Linked DNA regions of Mus musculus: all the other regions are linked to region 2. A link is a contact called in public HiChIP or PLAC-seq data. All regions are on one chromosome and are shown on one strand. The core of a region is the stretch at or near the end of the contact, and the rest is flanking DNA. Distances in the headings are between cores, read along the strand shown. Region 1 overlaps Scamp1 (secretory carrier membrane protein 1). Region 2 holds the start of Ap3b1 (adaptor-related protein complex 3, beta 1 subunit). Region 3 overlaps Ap3b1 (adaptor-related protein complex 3, beta 1 subunit).

Evidence for each region. HiChIP or PLAC-seq counts read pairs in DNA pulled down with a chosen protein or histone mark.
Region 1: an H3K27ac HiChIP or PLAC-seq map of embryonic stem cells shows a contact between it and region 2, with 7 read pairs. The contact joins the enhancer-like site here to the promoter of Ap3b1 in region 2. A contact is called at or near these places in 2 of 39 promoter capture datasets (the HPC-7 cell line and macrophages), 9 of 484 Hi-C or Micro-C datasets (bone marrow-derived macrophages, epidermal suprabasal cells, erythroblasts and 2 more), 7 of 115 datasets of contacts at active chromatin or transcription factors (the HPC-7 cell line, acute myeloid leukemia, bone marrow-derived macrophages and 2 more) and 4 of 9 other capture datasets (adipose tissue, liver, macrophages and 1 more).
Region 3: an H3K27ac HiChIP or PLAC-seq map of embryonic stem cells shows a contact between it and region 2, with 21 read pairs. The contact joins the enhancer-like site here to the promoter of Ap3b1 in region 2. A contact is called at or near these places in 2 of 39 promoter capture datasets (hippocampal neurons and liver), 4 of 484 Hi-C or Micro-C datasets (the HL-1 cell line, cerebral cortex, nephron progenitors and 1 more), 6 of 115 datasets of contacts at active chromatin or transcription factors (bone marrow-derived dendritic cells, bone marrow-derived macrophages, embryonic fibroblasts and 2 more) and 2 of 9 other capture datasets (embryonic stem cells and liver).

The regions. Positions count from the first base shown.
Region 1 is chr13:94,240,732-94,243,431 of GRCm38.p6, reverse strand. The region is part of intron 2 of Scamp1 (secretory carrier membrane protein 1); the gene reads left to right. Among named protein-coding and RNA genes, the nearest start is that of Scamp1, 43 kb to the left of the region's middle. Within about 2 kb of position 1,326, at least 21 of the 459 cell types and tissues checked have an H3K27ac peak or open chromatin away from gene starts, as enhancers often do. A contact at or near this core is called in embryonic stem cells and trophoblast stem cells, where this site is marked.
Region 2 is chr13:94,357,669-94,360,368 of GRCm38.p6, reverse strand. Ap3b1 (adaptor-related protein complex 3, beta 1 subunit) reads right to left here and starts at 1,409. Exons shown (of 27, transcript NM_009680.3): 1 at 1,138-1,409. The coding sequence starts at 1,265. It overlaps Gm9776 (predicted gene 9776), which reads left to right and starts at 1,446. Exons shown (of 1, transcript NR_045619.1): 1 at 1,446-2,700.
Region 3 is chr13:94,442,072-94,444,771 of GRCm38.p6, reverse strand. Ap3b1 (adaptor-related protein complex 3, beta 1 subunit) reads right to left here. Exons shown (of 27, transcript NM_009680.3): 9 at 756-853. Among named protein-coding and RNA genes, the nearest start is that of Ap3b1, 84 kb to the right of the region's middle. Within about 2 kb of position 1,396, at least 19 of the 459 cell types and tissues checked have an H3K27ac peak or open chromatin away from gene starts, as enhancers often do. A contact at or near this core is called in embryonic stem cells, where this site is marked.

The sequences.
Region 1 (2,700 bases), core at 77-2,576, 120 kb after region 2:
TGTGTGTGTGTGTGTGTGTGTGTCTGTCTCTGTGTGTGTGTGTGTGTGTGTCTTGGGTGCCTATGAAGGCCAGGTCCGTGGAGCCATGAGTGATGGGAACTGAACTGTTCTCCTCTGCCCTGCTGAGCTTCTCGTGGACCCCTTTTTTAAGAGGCTTTGTTTTTGTAGAACAGTGTTCTCTTCCCAGAGGAAGGTGCAGATTCCCACTGCTCCTGCCCCTCACCCCCAGCCTCCCAGTCTACTGAATCACTTTACCTCTAGATTGACACAATTTGTTACAGTTAATGAGCCTGTACGGACACACAGTAACTCAGCCTGGGTATGTTCCTGCTGTGGGTTGAGTAAGTGTGGGCTGACCTGGACCCATCAGTGTCATTGACAGCTTAAGGAGACCCCAGCCTTGCCCTCCTGGTTACAGTCTCAGCAGCAGCCACTGGTGTTTGGGTTCTCTGCTTTTGTTCGGTTGCATTTCTGTAGCTTCACCTTTCCCACCAGTCATCTTACCATTGCACTATGTAAGATGCAGCCTTTCAGATGGCTGTTTTACCTGCTTGTGTGTGTGTGTGTGTGTGTGCATTCGCGTATGTGTGCCCTTTCACAGCTTGATGGCTCGTTTCTCTTTAGTACTGCATAGTATTCTACCTTGGGTCTACTCTGTTTATGGATCCTTTCACCAACTGAAGGAAGTGTGCTTGCTTCTAGTGCCCTACTGCGATGAATAAAGATGCTAAAAATATATCTGTAGGTTTACTGTGAGCATAAGTTTTCAGCTCATTTGGGTAAGTATCAGGGGTTGTGATTGCTAGATCACACGGTAACTGTACATTTAATTTTAATTTTTTAATGTGTGTATTTAAGTATTATAGTATGATTTAAAGAAATATATATAGATAGTGAGTTTACATTACTATCTTACTGTCAGTTCATACAAATGCTATGTTTTGGTAGCAGCTCCACACTGAGAGCTCAGCGTGTATTTCCTGTGCAGTTTGACTACATCACCTGTTGTCTTCCTGCTGCGTGTCACAGCAGGAGACTTGCCTGCCTTAGGAACTTGTATCCTCTGGCCTTCATCTGCCCCTTTCCTGCCCCAGTTTCTCCTCATCTTCTGTAATCACCGTTTTGTCCTCTCTGTGAGCCTTCTTTTTAGCTTTCACATGTAAATGAGATCATGCAATGGTTTTCTTCCTGTGTCTGGTGTATTTCACCTGAAGGTACGGCTTCAGGGGAGCTATTTAAGTTATTTGCTGTGGTGGTGGCAGAGGTGAGGTGAGTGGCTTTGCTCCACCCCAAGGTCCAGCATGATACACTGCCTTGCCACAGGCCCAAAGCAAGAGTCAATCATTTACTGCTGAATCCTCTGAAGCTATGAAAAGCTTATCCTGTATACAGATCATTCAGGTACTTGTTGCAATCCACTCCCTCTCATGTCCAGTGGTTTTCTTATACCTCTAGTACTAAGCTAAGCAGAAACAGCAGGAGTTAGGCCTCCTTGGCTGGCACTGGGTTTTGATGGAGAGGCTGTTAGCTTTTCCTGGGGATGCTGTGAAGGCTTTGCAGATAGTCGTGTGTGTGGTGAGGGAATTCCCTTCAGGATAAACTATGGGGAATTTTTGCCATGAAGTATGTTAGATTTTTGTCAACATTTTTTTCTATGTCAGCTGAGATGAACATGTGCTTTTTAGTTTCTAGTCTGTTGATACAGTGTGTCATGTTGACTGCTTATGTAGTGAAGCAGCCTTCCTGGGTTAGGGGCAATACACATGGTTGCCCTGTATGATTTTTACATGTGTTGTTGAACTTTGTCTGCTGGTGCCCTGTGAGGGTTTTGCATAAATTCTCCCTAGAGGAGTTGGCCTGTAGTTTTGTTTTCTTTAGATTTTTAAAAAAAGATTTGTGTGTGTGTTTTGTGTGTATTGGGTTGTGTTGCCCTGTGTTTTGTGTGATTTTTGTGTTGTGTGTAGTGTTTCAGGTGTTGTGTGTATTGTATGTGTTCTTGTATGTGTTGTGTTGTATGTTTGTATTTTGTGTTCTTGTGTGTGTCCTGTTGTATATTTTGAGTTCTTGTGTGTGTTGTATGTTGTTTGTGTTTTGAGTTGTGTGTGTTGTGTTGTGTGTTGCACTGGGCATGTTGGGTATTATATTGTGTGTTGCAAGTTGTGTGTGTGTGTGTATGTTGTGTTGTGTGAGTGTGTATTGTGTGTTCTATGTTATATTTTGTGTGTGTGTGTGTGTGTGGTGTGTATGTGTGCATATTTTTACAGGTGAGTGCAGTGCCTTTGGAAGAGAAGAAGAGAAGAAAAGAAGGCAGCTGTCCCCCTGGAGCTGGTGTTGTGGGTGGTTATCAGCTGCTCAGCATGTGGTGGGAACCAAGTTAAGGTTCTTTTACCAAGGAAATGTCTTCCTTGGTGATTGATGGGCTGGTGGCCCCGGGCTGTTTAAGTAAGCAGCACCCTCTGTGTCTTCCGCATCGCTCCTGCCGATCCCTGGCCTGACTTCCTGGGTGATGGACTACACACTGGATGTCGAGTAGACCCTTTCCTCCCCAGGTTGCTCTTGTTATGTGTTTTATCACAGTAGCAGGATGGCTTAGACTGGGCTCCTGTCCACCAAGTGTCTCTCCTGTTCCTGGCTTTCTTTTCTTAAAGTGTCATAGGTGTTAAAGCTAAGTAATTAATTAACTTCATAAAATATGTATGT
Region 2 (2,700 bases), core at 160-2,659:
CCAACCTGAGCTACAGAACAAGATTGTCTCTAACCACCTTCCCCACCAATTATTATTTTAGTTACACCTCTTAATATCCATAAAACTATCAACCAAGTTTCCTTACCTTAAGTGGGTAGAATCTAGTGATAGTCTATTATGTTTTACTATACTGCGTAACAATAAGAGAACAAAAATTTAAAAAGAATGTGTAATGGCATGGTGGTGTGTGCACTGGAGTAGCAGAGGCAGGAGGATTTCTCTGAGTTTCAGGCTAGCCTGCTCTACCTAGTGAGTTCCAGGCCAGCCAAGGTTACACAGTGAGACCCTGTCAGAAAGAAAAGGGAGGGGAACGACAAATAATCTAAGTTGTCATAATTCTGTACATTTATCCACAGCCCATCAACACGCCAAAATGTAAAACCCAAACTAAAACAGAACCCGCTAAGGATGTTTTCAATTCTTGGCGGTATTTGACGCGAACCATAAGTAACTTTTTACAAAAATCAGTATACACGGTTGGTGCTTATTTTTAAAATTCATACTATTTGTAAAGAACTAGAACTGGGTTTGGTTCACAACAACACTCTATTTAAATATTATCTCAGTGCTTCAGTGGGGGCGGGGAAGTACCCTGGTGCAAAGATCATCACATGAAAAACGCCAAAGGTGGTAGAAAAAATAAGTTTGTCATTTATACAAAACCCCCAAACCACCGCTTAGTCCCTACATTATAGGGTCCCAATAAGCAGCAGGCCCACTCCCCACTCCCTTCCCCAAATACCCTCGTCACCTTTAAATAAATGACTTTCTCGAGGTCTGATCCTGTAGACCTCAAATTCACTAGAAGTTCAAAATTCAAACTCCTGTGCGCAGCCCAGATCAACTCAGTCAACGGTTTGGGAAGTGGAACCTCGGCTCACCAACTGGTTTGCTTTTTCCCCCCCACACACACCAAAGTTTGAAGACCACAGGCGCCGCCTTGGGCGTCCCCAGACGTCCCCAACAAGCCCCGCACCCGGCGGGGCCACCCCCACCCACCCACCCACCGACCCACCGCAGCGGGGGCGGCAGGGAGGTTCCCCAGGAACCGAGAGCAGCCCGGGCGGCCGCCTCGCGTCCCGGCAGCGCTCCCGCACCCCGAACCCCGGTCCTCACTTCTTCCAATCGCTGCTGAAGAGGCCGAAGGCGCCCGAGGGAGAGATGGTCGAGGTGGCCTCCTGCCCGAGCTCCGCCGCCTCCCCTCCTCCCGACTGCTCGTTGTAGGCGAAACTGTTGCTAGACATCGCGGGCGGTGCTGGCCAGCAGGCGGGTGCGGGAGAGAGCGTGCGGGGTCCTCTACGGATGGCTGGCGTTCGGAGGACACCGAACCAAACTAGTTCTGGGGCGGAGGGGGCGCGCGCCGGCGCTTCCGGGCTCGTCACTGCTCCGGCTGACCGGGCGGCCCACCCCCTGCGCGTGCGCACTGTGTCCGTGCGGGCCCGCGCCTGCCGCTCCCGGTGCGCTAGATTGTCGCGCTCCGGGTGTTAGGGGCTGCCGGGAAGCTACACTCGGGACCCTTAACAGGAAGCTGGGGTTTTGCACCGGGTCAGCCGGAGAGTCGTGGGCACGTAAAGAACTGGATATGAGGCCCTTGGATGCGTTTTGGTGGAGGAGATCTCAGATCCTCCAGGGTTCGTTGCTTCTCTTCTGCTGTCCACTGATCGCTCCCCGATGGCTCCTGAAACGCGGTGCACAGGTCGGAAGAACTTGGCTTCAGCGGCCACAAGCTCTCAGCCCTCGAGGCTGGCTTCCGCCCCTCTCACAGCCAGAGTGGCCTGACGTTCTAGACGTGAAAGCTCCTCCTTCGGAGGAGGCTTTCAGGATCTGCGCGGAGGCGATCATCCGCCTGCAAGCTTTGCCTAAGTTTTTCCTGGGGCCCGAGGTTCTTACTTGAAGTTCGAGGCTTGCGTCCTGCCCGCAGTCAGCTGCCGCGAGCTAAGCCTGGGCCAGAAGCTGGAGTGCGCTCTCCTCCGAGCGCCGCCTGCTTCCACTCTTGGGCAAGTGGCTTTCCAACAACACCTAAGCAGCAAGATGGGATGGTTTCTGGCTGCAGAACTGCAACCCTTCTGTCCCGGGCAGCTTTCCAAGAGGACCCTCACCAGCCTCCCTGGTGACTACCGTTCCTTCGTTCCTCTTTCCCTACACATGCGGTCCAGAAAGGACTGAATACCTGCAGCCCTGCAGCAAATCACCAAAACCCAAGGGTAGCACCAGGCAAACACCAAGGTCCCACCAAGATTTCTCGACTTGACTGAAAGATTGCGTTGTCTCTCGGAAAACACGCTCCTCCTTAGTGCTAGGAGAGAGAGGAGCAATCAGCCTCCAAACTGACCAAACGTTGGCGGTTAATTAGCTTTTCAATACACCTATCCAGACAGTGTTCGAGCATCGCAAATATGTTTCTTCCCAGTGTTGATGATATTGATAGATTTGTAGAATCTCTCCTACGACTGACTGATCGATGGTGATGATACATAACAAGGTGTTATATGATGCTTAGCTTATACCCCAGACACTATACTAAGTGGTGTGCATGGATAAATTCATTTACTACGGGAAGACACTAGGCTTTGCTTATTTTGTCAAGTAATGACAATGTGAACACATCCTCAGTACAAAATATACCTGAGTATATAATTGTTTTTATTTTGGAATGTAAACGCTTTTACTAGATATTCT
Region 3 (2,700 bases), core at 147-2,646, 84 kb before region 2:
AAGACATCTTGGTCTCAAGAGAATCTGGCATAAAATAACATCACAGTAGAATGCCAGTCATCCTCCTCTGGTCTCCATATTCCCCAGAGACACATCCACACCCACACACATGCACGCACGCGCACACACACGCACATGCACACACACTCGCACAGAAGAAACTTATGATTGAACACTCCGACTCTGAATGAAGTAGGGCTCTGCACAGGTGACATTACGTGGCCTCTGCACTGTCCCATGGTCAGCTCTAACACACTGAGCACAGGCTGAGGACACATCAGTCAGGTTTTCAGTAATTCCAGAACACTTCAAAACAGCAAGACTGACTGTCACAACAGCAAGACTGACTGTCACAACAGCAAGACTGACTGTCACAACAGCAAGACTGACTGTCACAACAGCAAGACTGACTGTCACAACAGCAAGACTGACTGTCACAACAGCAAGACTGACTGTCACAACAGCAAGACTGACTGTCACAACAGCAAGACTGACTGTCACAACAGCAAGACTGACTGTCACACACAGAAAAGTGAGGTGCGTGCTCTGTCGCAACCTACTTTAACCTCTCTGGACTCGAAGCTAAAAACTTCTTTTTTTCATTAAGATTGAGATCATTTTATAATAACCCATTAAGTATGAGATCTTACTTATGAAATAGTCAACTATATTTCTCCAACTGGGAGACGGATTACACTGTTCCAACCCCACTTCTGAGAGCACAGAGGGAAAAGCACAGGCAAACCATGACCTACCTATTGCTGCGCAATAAGCGCACCAGTGATTTAGAAATGACACCAGCCTCCGACTTGGGTGAGATGTGCCAATATAGCTGAGCGACAGCCATAACCACCTGGAAAAAGGGTCACAAGAGGCACAGTGAGCATCTAAGTAGCAGGACCAAAAACATGCTCGCTCGCTTGCTCGCTCGCTTGCTCGCTCACTCTTTTGAGAACACACTGTAGTCTTTGTAGTGGGGTGAAGCTGTTTTCTCCAAAGCACTTCCTACCTTGACAAAGTGCTTGCGTTTGAGAGAGAATAGAAGTTAGCTAGTGTCATTAAGGATGTTCGAAGGTGATCACCTTGAGCAGAAGCAGAAGGGTGTGAGTGCCCAACAAAGGAAGGGGGAGGGGAGAGAGAGAAGGAGAGGGTAGGGAGGGAGCAGGAAGTGAGTGATTCATTTGTAAACCAAGAAATGCAAGGACCTTGCACAAGCACCTTCAGATAAAGAAAGAGACAGCTTCTTGAATCCACATGGAGAGTGTGGAGAGGGACTCAGCCTATTTACACCTGACTTCAGTCTTCCCGCTTCCAGGAACTCCTATCCTCCTTATCCACCTAGACTGTGGCAATTTGTAGTGGCAGGAAACTAGCATATCCTGAGAAAAGAAAATGCCATTACACCAACTGCGGACGGTGACAGCAGCCCTGGGCCGGCAACTGTGCGCTGTCCATCTGGGTGCTGGGGCTCAGACACACAGAAGTTCTAAAGGGCATGAGCTCTAAGCTACACAGACACTGTTTGGGAGCAACAAGCAGTCTGAAATAAAGAAAATGATTTACAGTGTAGCAAGAACAAGGCCTTAGCAGGGCTCTGACTTTTTAAGATGCACAGCTTTAAAACCAGTCTTAAAATAGGCCAGAGCCAGGGCAAGGGTAACAGAACTTTTCTCAAAATAAAGCAAGTCTGTGCTTTTTTTCAAAACATGCTTCTACATTTAGGTTCACACAGAGATTCCTCACCCCCAAATATCCAATTTAGCTTGTGCCAACAGAGACATAGCAACAAAAACAGCCCAGAAGACAAATACAAATTAACTTCTACACAGTCCACCAAGTTCAAAGAGGTAAGCAAGAGTTTCAGGCATGCCTAGATAGCATACCACACCTCAAGGTGGTTGAGCTAAGGACATTCATCACTAAGCTAAAAATCACAATTTAAAAAAAAAGCAACAGTTTAGGGATCCTAAATGTACTGTTCTTTGTAATACATAAAAATAGTAATAATGAAGTTGGCTTTACGGCCTTCAAACAGAACCTGAAAATTCTCATCTGTTCCATAAACAAGACATCCAAACCCATATGCAAGAATAGAAACTGTATTTTCTATGTGTATCAAGTCACGGCTTTTACTTGGTATGGCATCTTTTGAATATATTAGTCACAGCACTCTCAAATCCAAAAGAATAAAACAACCTTCCTTTTGCCCCATTATCTATAAATAAATAAATAAATAACATAATTTAAGATTTCTTCAACAGCACATCTGAAATCTGAGAGCCAATATGTAAAAAGCCACGAGAGAAACTCTGACAACTCCAAAGTCCAGACTCAATGCCCAGACTTCTCCAGTAGCCCACGCTCACAATGACCGCATCCTATACCACACACTCTTTTGAACCATGCATGTCCTAGACTGCTAGTGGCTGCAGCCTCAGAGCCGTCTGCTCCTGCTTCTGCCTCCAATGCAGTCACAACACTGGTCCATCAGCTTTCTGAAACAAATTCCCATAATCACCTTTGAAATGTAAGAACAAGTTTTTGCTTGCTTGCTTGTTTTAAGATAGGATCTCAGTCTCAATGGGCCTGAAACTCTAGTCCAGCACAGATCCGCCTGCCTCTACATCCTAAGTACTGGAATTAAAGGTATGAGCCACTACACCTGGCAAATACAGAATTAATTAAAAAGGGTCTGTTTGT